Linked DNA regions of Mus musculus: region 2 is linked to region 1. A link is a contact called in public promoter capture Hi-C data. All regions are on one chromosome and are shown on one strand. The core of a region is the stretch at or near the end of the contact, and the rest is flanking DNA. Distances in the headings are between cores, read along the strand shown.

Region 1 (5,711 bases), core at 2,190-4,689:
AAGGTGCAGCCTCAGTTTTAGTTGGGCCAGGACTGAAGGAGTCGGGCAATGGAATTGAGGCTTAGCACTATGAAGAGAGCCTATGAGAAGCTTTGAACAAGCCTATGGGGGCCTGAAAGTGGAATGTGATGGTTTGTATATGCATGACTCAGGGAATGCCACAATTAGAAGGTGTGGCCCTATTAGACTAGGTGTGGCTTTGTTGGAGTAGGTGTGTCACTGTAGGAGTGGGCTATAAGATCATCATCCGAGCTGCCTGGAAGTCAGTATTCTGTTAGCAGCCTTCAGATGAAGATGTAGAACTCTCAGCTCCTCCTGCACCATTATCTGCCTGGATTCGACATGTTCCTGCCTTGATGATAATTGACTGAACCTCTGAACCTGTAAGCCAGTCCCAATTAAATGATGTCCTTGTGAGACTTGCCTTGGTCAATGGTATCTGTTCACAGCAGTAAAACCCTAAGACAACAATCAAATGTGTTTTTGTAAAACCAGTGACTAGGGAGATGTAAGCCTGGAATGGGGAAAGAATAGCTGAGGGCCTCACCCCCTGCTTCTAAGATAGAGGAAGATAGCCTCCAAATACAGACTGTGGGTGGTATCTAGGCATTGTATAAGTCCTCTGCTAACAAAAGTTAGGGAAAAAAATGGAACAGAAGGAAGAGGAGGGGAGGAGAGTAAAGGAAGGAAAAGGAAAGGAAGAAAGGAGAAGGAGAGAGAGAGAGAGAGAGAGAGAGAGAGAGAGAGAGAAACATCAACCTGACATCAGCAAATAGCAAACTACTAAACAACCAGTGAGCAAAGGGCCCACACTCCTCCGCTGAGCTTCAGAGAAAAACCAGGGCCTGCAGACACCTTGATTTTAGTGCACTGAGGCCCATCTTAAGATATAAAAATAAGTGTTGGTTTGAGGTGTTAACTTCACAGAAATTCTTTACAGCAGCAACACTAACATTAAAAGATTGTACAATCAACTTTTTCTTAAAAGACCCAATTATATTGATTTAAGAATAATGTAATATGCTAATATAAATTTACCTTCTTAAAGTCAGCAATTTAAAAATATGTTAGAGGCATAAATCAATGTGTTCTTAACATTTTTATTGGTAAATTCTTTAGAGCCTAAAAACCACTAAAAGGCAAAAGGAGGATATAGGATGCCATTATTTTCTTTGTACTTTAAAGGTAAAAGATTAATCAATTTTTTCTTCTTTAAATTCTCATAGTAAATGAAATATATTAATTTTTTCAGTACTTCTTAAAAGACCACAGTCAAGTCTTCATAAGATCCTTTGTACATCTGTAAGAATAATTCTTGGTTAAAATATTAATGTGTTGAATTTACAAATGCAAAATATGATATGCCTTGCTTATTATCTTCATAGTGACCAAACAGGTCCTTATTAGCTCCTAGAAATAGGCCATCTCTGTCTTCTCTTTGGCTTTTTTTCTCATTAACACTGTCTAGCAATATTCCTGGCCCAGGAATAAAGCCCAGCTCAGGTTTTTGTTCAATAAATGAGTGGATATGTTTTTAAGGCAAGTTTTAAAATAATAAAAACAAGTTTTCTGAAACTACTAGCTCACTACAAAGATTAATGAAGTACACTATATAAATATATCCTGATTTTAAATATTTTCAGCAGTAATTTTAAATGCTATGCTTCCTGGCATTCTTAAGAATCATCTAATATAATTCAAATTTCTCGTGCAGCTGGGATCTTTGTTATGGAGATACTGTGATGTGTGTTCATGAGACCTACTAAAACTCTTTGAACTAGAGATGCTTTCTGAAAATGTCTTCTCTAGCCATTATTGTGTGTGCACATGTGTGTGATGTGTTTGTTTATATGTAATTGCTATTGTGTGTGTGCATGTGCTTATATGGGGGAGACATAGTGAAGGATTCAAGAGCAGGTGATCTTTCCATTTGAGTATCTAGGATGAAATTTGTCCCTTCTGCTTGGCAGAAAGTACCTTCATTCCTGAGCCTTCTCCCTGGTCCCATTTTTATTTTATTTTTTTTTAATTTCACCTTTGTCCTCATAAAAATCAAGTGAACTAGGCAAGAAAATATGCAGTTGTCTTCCCAGCACATAGCAGCTGAGACAGAAGTGCTTTGAGGCCAACCATAGAGCTACATTGCAAAAGCCCGTATCAAAAGCAAAAAACACCAAAACCTAAACAGTCTATCACAGCCTACCTTGGGCTACCTTCCTACACAACTAAGTCAAAGCCTTGCTCTTCAAAGAGAATTCACTATTTTGAACAACAGCTCCCTACATAATAATAGGAACCCCATTACTTTAAATTTTTTGGAACACTTTCAATATAATGGCCAATGCATCAAATTGATGAGTATTTTGTATCCCTTTAAGCTGTCTTAGAATCGTGTCCATACCTTACAGTTAGAGTAGGCTGTATTTCAAACCAATCACAAGAAGATAGTGGTCACCATGGGGTGGGTATACTGGTGCATCTCTAGACACATCCCTGCAGTCCCTATCTGTATTCCATACCTACTGTAGCAAACTGGAGCTCCTCCTACAGTGTTTTCTACACTGTCAGGTTACTTGTTAAAAAGGGATTTGTTTGCTTTCTTTGTCTTCCACCCAATTTTGCTCCCAAGTTCTCCTTTAATATACTCCAGATACTAAGGTTTTTTTGTTTGTTTTGTTTTTTTAAAAACACACATTATTTAAAAAACAAAAAACAAAGAATCAGAATTGTACTGAGTGCATGATTCTGAGGTTCTTATTACCGCCTCCTTTATGCTGTCCATGTGTCATGCACAGAACTCTGATGCTCTGGGTAATTTCTGAAACAAAATACAATGAAAAGTTTTGGGGCATTGGAGACAATTGTATTTTTGTATCACTACCTCCACGAGCCTGGGGATGCAGGCGGGGTTGGTAGCATTAAAAAGACTTTACAACTTCGGTAGGCTCTACCTGATTTCCTAAGTACCTCCCGACCAACCCACCCAGCCAAGGCCATTCTAGCTCCTTGTCACTGGCCTGCCTCCCATCGGGTGGCCTGCAGCCTCTGCCCCAGTGGCTGCCCGATGGGGACCTAGTGTGCTGCCACACATCTGGGGACAAGGTCAGACCGACAACCGGGAGGACCCAAGGTCAGTCCCCGGCCCTCAGGTGCGCAGGCGCCGGGTCGCCAGCCGGCGGCACTTGTCCAGCGGCCGTCAGCGGCGTCCTTGGGCCCAGAGCCTGCCCGCAGAGCCCAGACCTCCCTCTGGGCCGGGACAGCAAAGCCTCTTCACGCCCGGCCCTGACCCCGCGCTGACCGCTCGGTGACGCTTCTGCCAATCAGAGGCAGCTTTGCGGACCAATCCCAGTGCGTGGAGTGTCCTCTTGGGCGTCTCTTCCCTTCGTCCCTTCGTCCCTTCGTCTCTTCGTCCCTTCGGCTCCTCGGCATTTTCCGTGGCCAGGCCTTATCCGGCTTTCCTCAGACCCGGTGTTGCTTCTGGGTGTAATTCCCCGCTCTCTCTTCAGCCACTTCCGGGTCTTCCGTCGCTCCGGAAGCCCGCAGATTCCGGAAGTGAGGGCGACCCAGATGCGGCCACGGAATGCCCAGCTTTCCGGAGATTGTTTGAGAAACGGCCGTGCGGCGCCCGGGCGTCCCGCAGACCCCGCAGGTCAGTGTCCGCTCGCAGCCGCCCCGCCGTAGGGCGCGCGGGCCGCACGCTCTGCGAGGACGGCGTCGCGAAGCTTGCCTTGGCTGCAGGCCGCGGTGGCTCAGTCTGTCTCGGTTCCGCAAAGGCGGTAAAGCAAGCCAGACGCCTAGTTTTCCTCTAGTTTAACGCTGTCACGCAGACAACGCTTCTGCCTCTGCACGCCCCGCGGCGACGCTGCAGACAGCCCGGAAAGCGCCTCCTCGCCTTTAGAACAGTACTAGATTGAGTGCTTTAACTCTTAAATAAGAATCTCTTGTAGTTTATGAGTTTTTCAGTGTTTTGGACTTTCAACGTTTCCAACAGCCCATTCTTGGTCTTCGTGGCAAGAGTTATGGAAGGTTTTCTTACAAGTTAGTTTCTGACTTACATTGCAATCCATTGGTTTGCTATAAGGAATGTTATAATCATTTCTCTTCTTTGTGGGGAGTCCTTAAAAGTCTTTGTTGGTTCAGTAGTTTATTCACGTGCCATTTTTCACACAGCAACACTTAGCAAAAGAACTTTTCACGGATTGAAACTTTCCCAGACTATCGGTTTCAAATATTCTGTGGGACCCTTTGCCACATTTTTCATCTTGATTATTTTAGATAATTGGTGTATGACTAAGGACCCCCATCCCGACCCTTACCAGTTTGTAGTCAAAACACCCTCCAGGAATGTGTGGCCTTTAGTTAAACCTGAACAGAATGGATTTGGAGTAGCTTCTTTCTGTTACTGTCTTGATCCTTTTTGTACTATCAATTACTTGTATCCAGAATGAGGAGAATTGAAAAATGAGTCAGAATTAGTAGGAAAAAAGACCCTCCCCCTTTTTTTTCTTTAAAAAGTAAAGAAACTGAGCATACTAGGCCACTAACATGAAAAGAATTAAGTTCTAGTCTTGATTATAGTTTGCTTCTGCCCAGCTCTACCTTTTGGACTAATTCTCTTCTTTAGTAATTAGAGGTAGCACTCAATCTGTGGCTTTAAAATTGTTCCATAAAAGAACTTTTGTAGAAATTTCCTGAAGCCATGCAGAGGAGAGACAAAGCAAGCCGGCTGTCAACTGTCGTTTAACAAGCACAGCTATTTATATGTTCTTTTACAACAGTGTTCCTGTAAGGATCTAGTTCACATCTTGGACCCGATGATCTGACTTGCTCCTCAGCATGAAAATTCTTCTTAGCACAATTGTTCATTGTTTTCAGTATGCATTCATCCGGTTATTCTGGCATCCTAAAGTTATGTATTCCTTATTTTTAAAAGGGACAAACATGGCAATGCTATCTTATTTTTTAAAAATAAGAAAAGTTTAATTCTGTCTTTTTGATCACTCATAATTCCCATTTCCCTTCCTACTGAATATCCTTGTTTTGTTTAAATTGAAGGTCTTCAAAGCCTTTGCATTAATTTTCTGTTTGATCCATTCAATATCTGAGCCTTGAAGGTATGTGAAGACTTGCTGGTCATGCCTTGTCTAGGAAAATTAGGGATCTAGCACTATATGATCTGCAGGGCATTAAGTAATTTTCAGGTTCCTATAGTACAAAGAAAGTCTGAGCTGTATCAGTTTTTATGTCAGAACCAACGTTCATTTGAGATTGCTTGCACCTTTCCCCCATTCTTGGTGAACCTGGTTGGACAACAGGAATGTAGGCTACGTAGTCCCTGTCTTCTTCCTGTGAAGTAAAGGTAACTTCTAAGTATTCTGTGGCCCTCCTGCGTGCCGTGAGAATGTGAGAGAAGCCTTGGGGAAAGCCTCAGCTGCTCCATCTCTCCTTGACTGTGAGCCTGGCAGCGATTTCAACTGAGTTTTATACATGGTAGTGGAGAAGGGGAGAGGAGTAGTCATCTCCTGGCCTTCCCATTGTGGACTGTGTGCCTTTCCAGCCCATTTCCTTCAAGACAGTCAAAAGTCCCTTTCTATAATGGGTTTTTTGTTTCTTGGTGGTTTTTTTTTTTTTTTTGTAGCTTTTTTTTTTCCTGTATTTATTATGTATTTTTATCAGAGCTCAGATTTCTTTCCTGAGTGAGTAAAGATAAA
Region 2 (5,711 bases), core at 2,278-4,777, 3.3 Mb before region 1:
ACCTATGTCTCAGGACCTTTCTTCCAGTCTTTCCTGTGCAGTTAAGAACCATAGCTTTCTAGTGGTGGTGGGAGTAGAACCCAGACTTATTTGAGCCACATCCCAGCCTGAGGCATAAATTTCTAACCACCTCTAAGTCACCTCAACCAAACCACTAAGACCTTTCTATGGAGGTTTTAGGAAGCACCCTTTAGCACACTGGTGTTCTTGGGGGTGGGCTGGGGTGTGGTGCGTGTAGTGCTGTTGATGCCACAACTTGGTAGATGAGGCCAGGTCGATTGATGCCATCAGGGCTTTGAAGTATATTTTATTCGTTTTCTTGCTAACTGCTATTACAATGGGTATTAATAACTTGGAAGTATTTTAATAGAGCTAGTGGGAAGATGCATGGAGCAGCAGTATTGCCAATAGAGCCCATGCCCATTGGTGCCTGTGTAGGCAAGAGTCCTGCAGACTCATCCCTCTTGTTGACTCACTTGGTTTTATTTCATTCATCCATTTATCCATTTGTTCATTCATTCATTTATTTATTTCTGAGGCAGTCTCACACAGTTCAAGCTGTCCATCTTGCTATGTAGCAAAGGGTGACCTTGAAGCCCTGACCATCCTACCTCCATCTGCCAGAGACAGGGATCACATGCATGCCCCACCACACACTGTTTTGAGACAGGATCTCATTACTTAGTGCAGGTTGACTCCCAGCTCAAAATTCCCATCTCCTCGTTACTTCAGTTTGAAAAGTAAGTATCTTTGAGGATTGCATATGTTTTAATCATATGCACTAACTTTCCCCCTTAACTACTTCCCTGATCTGCTTCTACCTCCCTACCCCCAGCAATAAACTTTAATAATCCATTCTAATTTGTGCTGTCATTTATCGGATTTTGAACCATTCAGTTGGGTGGGGCTCACGAGCTACTTCCCAGTCTATTTAGAAGCTCGATTGTCTTGATCTGGCAGGTCCCACTCAGGCAACACAGCTGCTGAGAGTTCATGATTGTAGGGATCCTGTCATTGCAGAAAGCACTTGCGCTTTGGTCCTCTCTGACCACTGGGTCTTAATAATCTTTGTACCAGCTCCTCCAGGATGGTCCCTGAGCCTTGGGATGATGGAGTGGTGATGTGGATTTGTGGCCATTTGTGGTGGAGCTCTCCACAGGCTGTGCAACTTGGACCAGTTGTTTCTGTGTTAACTACCATCCACTGCACAAAGAAACTTTGCTGGTGAGGCCTTCGAGCTGCACTCACCTGTGAGTAGAGAGGAATTTATAGGGCAGCTTGATAGTATATCTGTTTAGCAAAATCATAGTTTTTGGCCAGATCTGCAGTAACTGGATTGGTTCCATCTCCTGTGGAGTAGGCCTTAAAAGTCCAAGAAGTGTTTGCTTACTCTCATAGCATTCATGCCAACACTGTACCCCTGGTCATCTTCTGCCATGCTGGTTGTTATTCGAGTTCACAGGGTTCACAGCTGATGATTTCAGCCCACACAGCATGTCCTAGTACACTGAGAGTACCAACCAAGTTTTGTGGGCCAACTTGGTTTCTTCATAGTCTGTGACCAGAATGTATAGTGTCTTCAGCAGAGTTTTACTGCCCTGTCCTGATATGCAAACAAGTGCAGGGACAGTTGTCTGTATTGTGCCAGGTGTCTCCAGGAAAACCCTGACCATCAGCTTGAGGGGAGGTGTCCCAAACCTGGTGTTAGGCTTTTTATTGACAACCTATGGCTTCTCAGATGAGCACAATCCACTGTATAAAGAAATTCCAATTAAAATGGTTTGCTATGAATCTCCACTCTCTCCTTCCTCCCTCCTCCTTCCTCTCTCCTCTTCTTCTCTTAAGTAATTTTGAGACAGGATTTTGCTGTATAGCCCTGGCTGGCCTTGAAGATGCTCTGTAGACCAGGCTGGCTTCAAACTCCGAGACATTCCTCTGCCTCTTCCTCTTGAGGGATAGAATTCAAGTTGTATATCACCACTGCCCTGTGAATCCTCACTTTTCTAATTTCATTTGATACTTCTTAAGTTGGGAGCTTCAAGACGAGTCCACTGAGCGTACATATATCACTAGGAAGACTAAGAGCCCCTCCCCATGGCGCTGCCTGGCTTTCAGGGTTATTCACTAGCTTAGGCAACACGAATATAACATGTCTGTTGGATTTAAAGATGGGACTTCATTTGTTCTGTTCATCCAGATGGAGGGTTTATCCTGAAGATTGAACCTAGGGCCTTGCCATGCCAGACAAGCACTGGAAGTGATACAGTTTAAGTTTGCAAAGCAGTTCTTTAAACTTGGCACTGCTGAGCAGCTTGCTTTCCCAAGCAGAAAAACCAAATCTGCACGGGGATACTGGATTGCCCAGGATGAAAGTTCCTTACTTGAGACTGCTGAGGGCTCTTAAAGGGAGCTCTACAATTTGCTACACTGTTTCCGAAAGGAACTGAAAGTGGTAGTAGCCATAGAGATTGACATTTTCGACAAGAATCCACTTAAGTGTCAGCAGAAATGAGCGTATGCAGAATGAGATCTCACTTGAAGCGGAATCTACTTTTCAGGCTCCTACTGAATTTGTGAGATACTCCCTACAGTGACTAGTAATGCGGAGTGGTAAGTTATCCACAAAACTATGCATCATTCTAAGGTCAAAATAGACCTGCAGCATTGAGGAAGACTTACACTAAGAGTCAAAGACATAAAAGAGGTTCTGTCCTGGCCCTGGTAGTGACAGTACTTGTAAAGTCCCATCATTCAGGGAGAAGCAGGAGGGTCAGATGATGAGGGTCACCCTCAACTACGCAGTGAGCTCAAGGCCAGTATGGGTTACATGAGACCTCGATAAGGGGAAAAAAGATATTTATGTACAAATGACATAGAAAACTGACACCCGCCCTTGGATTTAGTAATCTGTAGGTTAACATTACATTGATTAGACTAGTGGTCCACTTAAAAGGCAAACACTTTTGCAACTAGGTTCGATTCTTAAGTGGATGGACAAATTCTGGGGATTTACACTGGGGAGAAACAAACAATATCAAGTGTTTGGGTATGGGAGCGTGGAAGTGCTACGCCTGAGCATATTTCTGAAGCTTAATTCACAGGAAATGATGGTAGCTAGCTAGGATAAAACTTCTGTTGGGTTTTGTAATGCATGTGACTGGCAACAGAAGTGGCCAAGGACAGACCTACCATCAGTTTTAGGAACAACTTTGTGCCCATTTGCAAAGGCAATCTCTCCTTCCTTCCTGGAGTTTACAAAACTGGAGGGTGAACACTAAGAATTATTTCAAATCTAAAGCATGACGCATTCGAAAGTGCTGAGTAACGAAGGCACAGGAGGTGCTGGTGAGCATAGGGCTTCCAACTCTAACAGGATAACGAAGGAGACCTCTGAAGACCGTGTAGTACAGCAGCTGTAGCGTCACCCCGTCCCTCAGGAGGCATGCGCTCTCTGGCGTCCGCGGGAGGCAAGCTTTAAACTACCGGACTAGTAGGCTCGCCTGGGATTAAGGCGGTAGGCGGGGCTCTCCTCGGCCCGCCCCCTGACCTGCAAGCGTGCAGAAGAGGTCAGAGGTCGCGCAGGCGTCATGGCGGCGCTGTGTAGGTCCCACGCCGGGACTGCTGGGAGCCGTTTCTTGAGAGCGCTTGTCTTCTCCAAGCCTTTGCGAAATGCAAGCACGGAGAGTGGTTCCGAGAGCGCAACCCACGACTCCTCCGCTCCTCGGGCGCGTTCAGGCGGCTTCGCGAGCGCTCTGGAGCGACACTCGGACTTGCAGCGGAAGGCGGAGCTCCGACTGGTAAGCAGGCCTCGCGGCGCCACGTCCGCACGCCGGGCCGAGCGTGGGGAGGGGCTAAGCCCGGGACGCTGGGAGGAGCCGGCGTGGTGGGGCGGGAGCCCGTCGGTGTTGGGGTGGGGCTCAGGCGGCGACTCCAGGGAGGGGCCAGCGTGGGTTGGGGGTGAATTCTGTCCTTCTTGTCATGGGCTATGCCGGTGACTTAGGGATGAGGAGAGGAGCGACTGGAGCGGCGGGGGTAGCTTTCTACCCTTGACCTGCAGCAGAGCGTGTGATTAATATTTTCTTCCTTTTCCATGGCTTTTACGCTCCTGTGGGTTCTCTCTGCATACCTTTGTGACACATTCTGGGCCAGGTATCCATCGGGTTTGTGGGGCGACCCGTCAGACTTGGAGGAAAACGACTCCAGGTCTTAGCCTTGCCACAAGGCGGCTCGAGGCCTGTCACAAGCATCTTAATTGAATTGACACTTAAAGCTATTGTGAACTGGGCGTATGATTTAAACTGTCAGTGTTTCACTTTCCTTTATTGCAAGTGACCTTTTATTTTAAAAATATAGTTTTTTCCCCCTTTGTGTAAAACATTGTAAAATAATTTAGATACATGAAGTAGTGCAAATACAAAAGGCTGGGATTTTTAAAAATTCTGAGACTCGGGTATACATGAGGTTGGGTTATATAAGAAAAATCTGAATTTCCAGTTTTTGTTCTCTAGTGGGTATTGCTGAACAGTACACATGTAGCTATTTCTCAGGATTGTAGGGTCATCTTAGTTTTGAGTGCCAAAACTTTTCTTTGATCTAGTGATGGGAAGGACCCCAGGACATAGTTTTGAGATTTTTGCCACATGTAGTGGCTTAAAACACAAATTTTTACTTATAGGGCACTAGGAGTTCTTTTAAAATAAGAAAATGAAAATATAAAAAGATAACAAAAACTTAACATATTAGAATTGGACAAAACAAATAGAATTTAAAGAGCTCAAGAGAGGTGGAGGAAATACAGGCACTTGTGCACACACTCAGGAGTCCCATAGAAGCTGGAAGCCGCGACACACTTTAGAGGACCTGGGGTAGGCCTGGTGCAAGCCCTGTGAGTGCTTTCCAGTCTCTGCCAGCTTTGTTCATGTTGATTTAGAGAGCCTTGTTCTCTTGGTGTCTTCCACAACCTTTTGGCTCTTATACCATTCCCATCTCCTCTTCTTTAGGGCTCACACTGAGTGGAGGGATATGATGGAGACATCCCTGTTAGGACAGGATGTTCCACCTCTGAATACTGTCTGGCTGAGGGCGTCTGTATGAGTTCCCAACTGCTGCAGGAGGAAGCTTCTCTGATGATGACTGAGCAAGACACTGATCTATGAGCATACAGAATCGTATTAAGAATAATTTTATTGGTACATTGTTTTTCTTTTTTAAGAACAGTAGTATTTGGATTTACCCGAGGTCCCTCAAGCAGTGTTCGGAATGGGTTTCATAAGTCAAACCAGATATTGGTTGGTTACTCCACAAGCTTTGTAATACCAGCATATCTTGCAGACAGGACACCATTTTAGATCAAAGGGTTTGTGGCTGGGTTGGTGTTTATATTTCTCTTTTAGAAGCCTGTAGACTAACTTTAAAACATAAGGGTGAAGACTTTATTTAGGCACCGGCCACGTTCAGTGTTCTCCATGTTCAATAAGTAGGTGTTGTCTTCAGCAGTGGGCCTTGCTGTCAGTTTGTGGAGAGCAGCCTACAGTTTTGGCAACAGCTTCAGTTGCTTGAGGCTTCTCGTGGATCCCTTTGGCTAGCAGCTCAGTCAGATGTAACACAATCCTGTGACTGGAAGCTTCATTTTGTGACAAGAGATGGCCACATGGGACTCTTGTCTCCCTCATTATTTGTCAACTTCAATTAGGTCACCTTTTCATATATGT

What was found. Promoter capture Hi-C pulls out the DNA fragments that hold promoters and counts their contacts.
Region 2: a promoter capture Hi-C map of pre-B cells shows a contact between it and region 1, with 9 times the contacts expected there. The contact joins the promoter of Mrps28 here to the promoter of Pex2 in region 1. A contact is called at or near these places in 1 of 39 promoter capture datasets (pre-B cells) and 1 of 115 datasets of contacts at active chromatin or transcription factors (astrocytes).

What each region holds. Positions count from the first base shown.
Region 1 is chr3:5,573,976-5,579,686 of GRCm38.p6, reverse strand. It overlaps Pex2 (peroxisomal biogenesis factor 2), which reads left to right and starts at 3,439. Exons shown (of 4, transcript NM_001267715.1): 1 at 3,439-3,649.
Region 2 is chr3:8,921,673-8,927,383 of GRCm38.p6, reverse strand. It overlaps Mrps28 (mitochondrial ribosomal protein S28), which reads left to right and starts at 3,527. Exons shown (of 3, transcript NM_025434.3): 1 at 3,527-3,797. The coding sequence starts at 3,588. Gm52601 (a long non-coding RNA gene) reads left to right here and starts at 3,812. Exons shown (of 2, transcript XR_003954436.1): 1 at 3,812-3,910; 2 at 5,001-5,711. Tpd52 (tumor protein D52) reads left to right here. Exons shown (of 6, transcript NM_001025262.2): 6 at 1-854.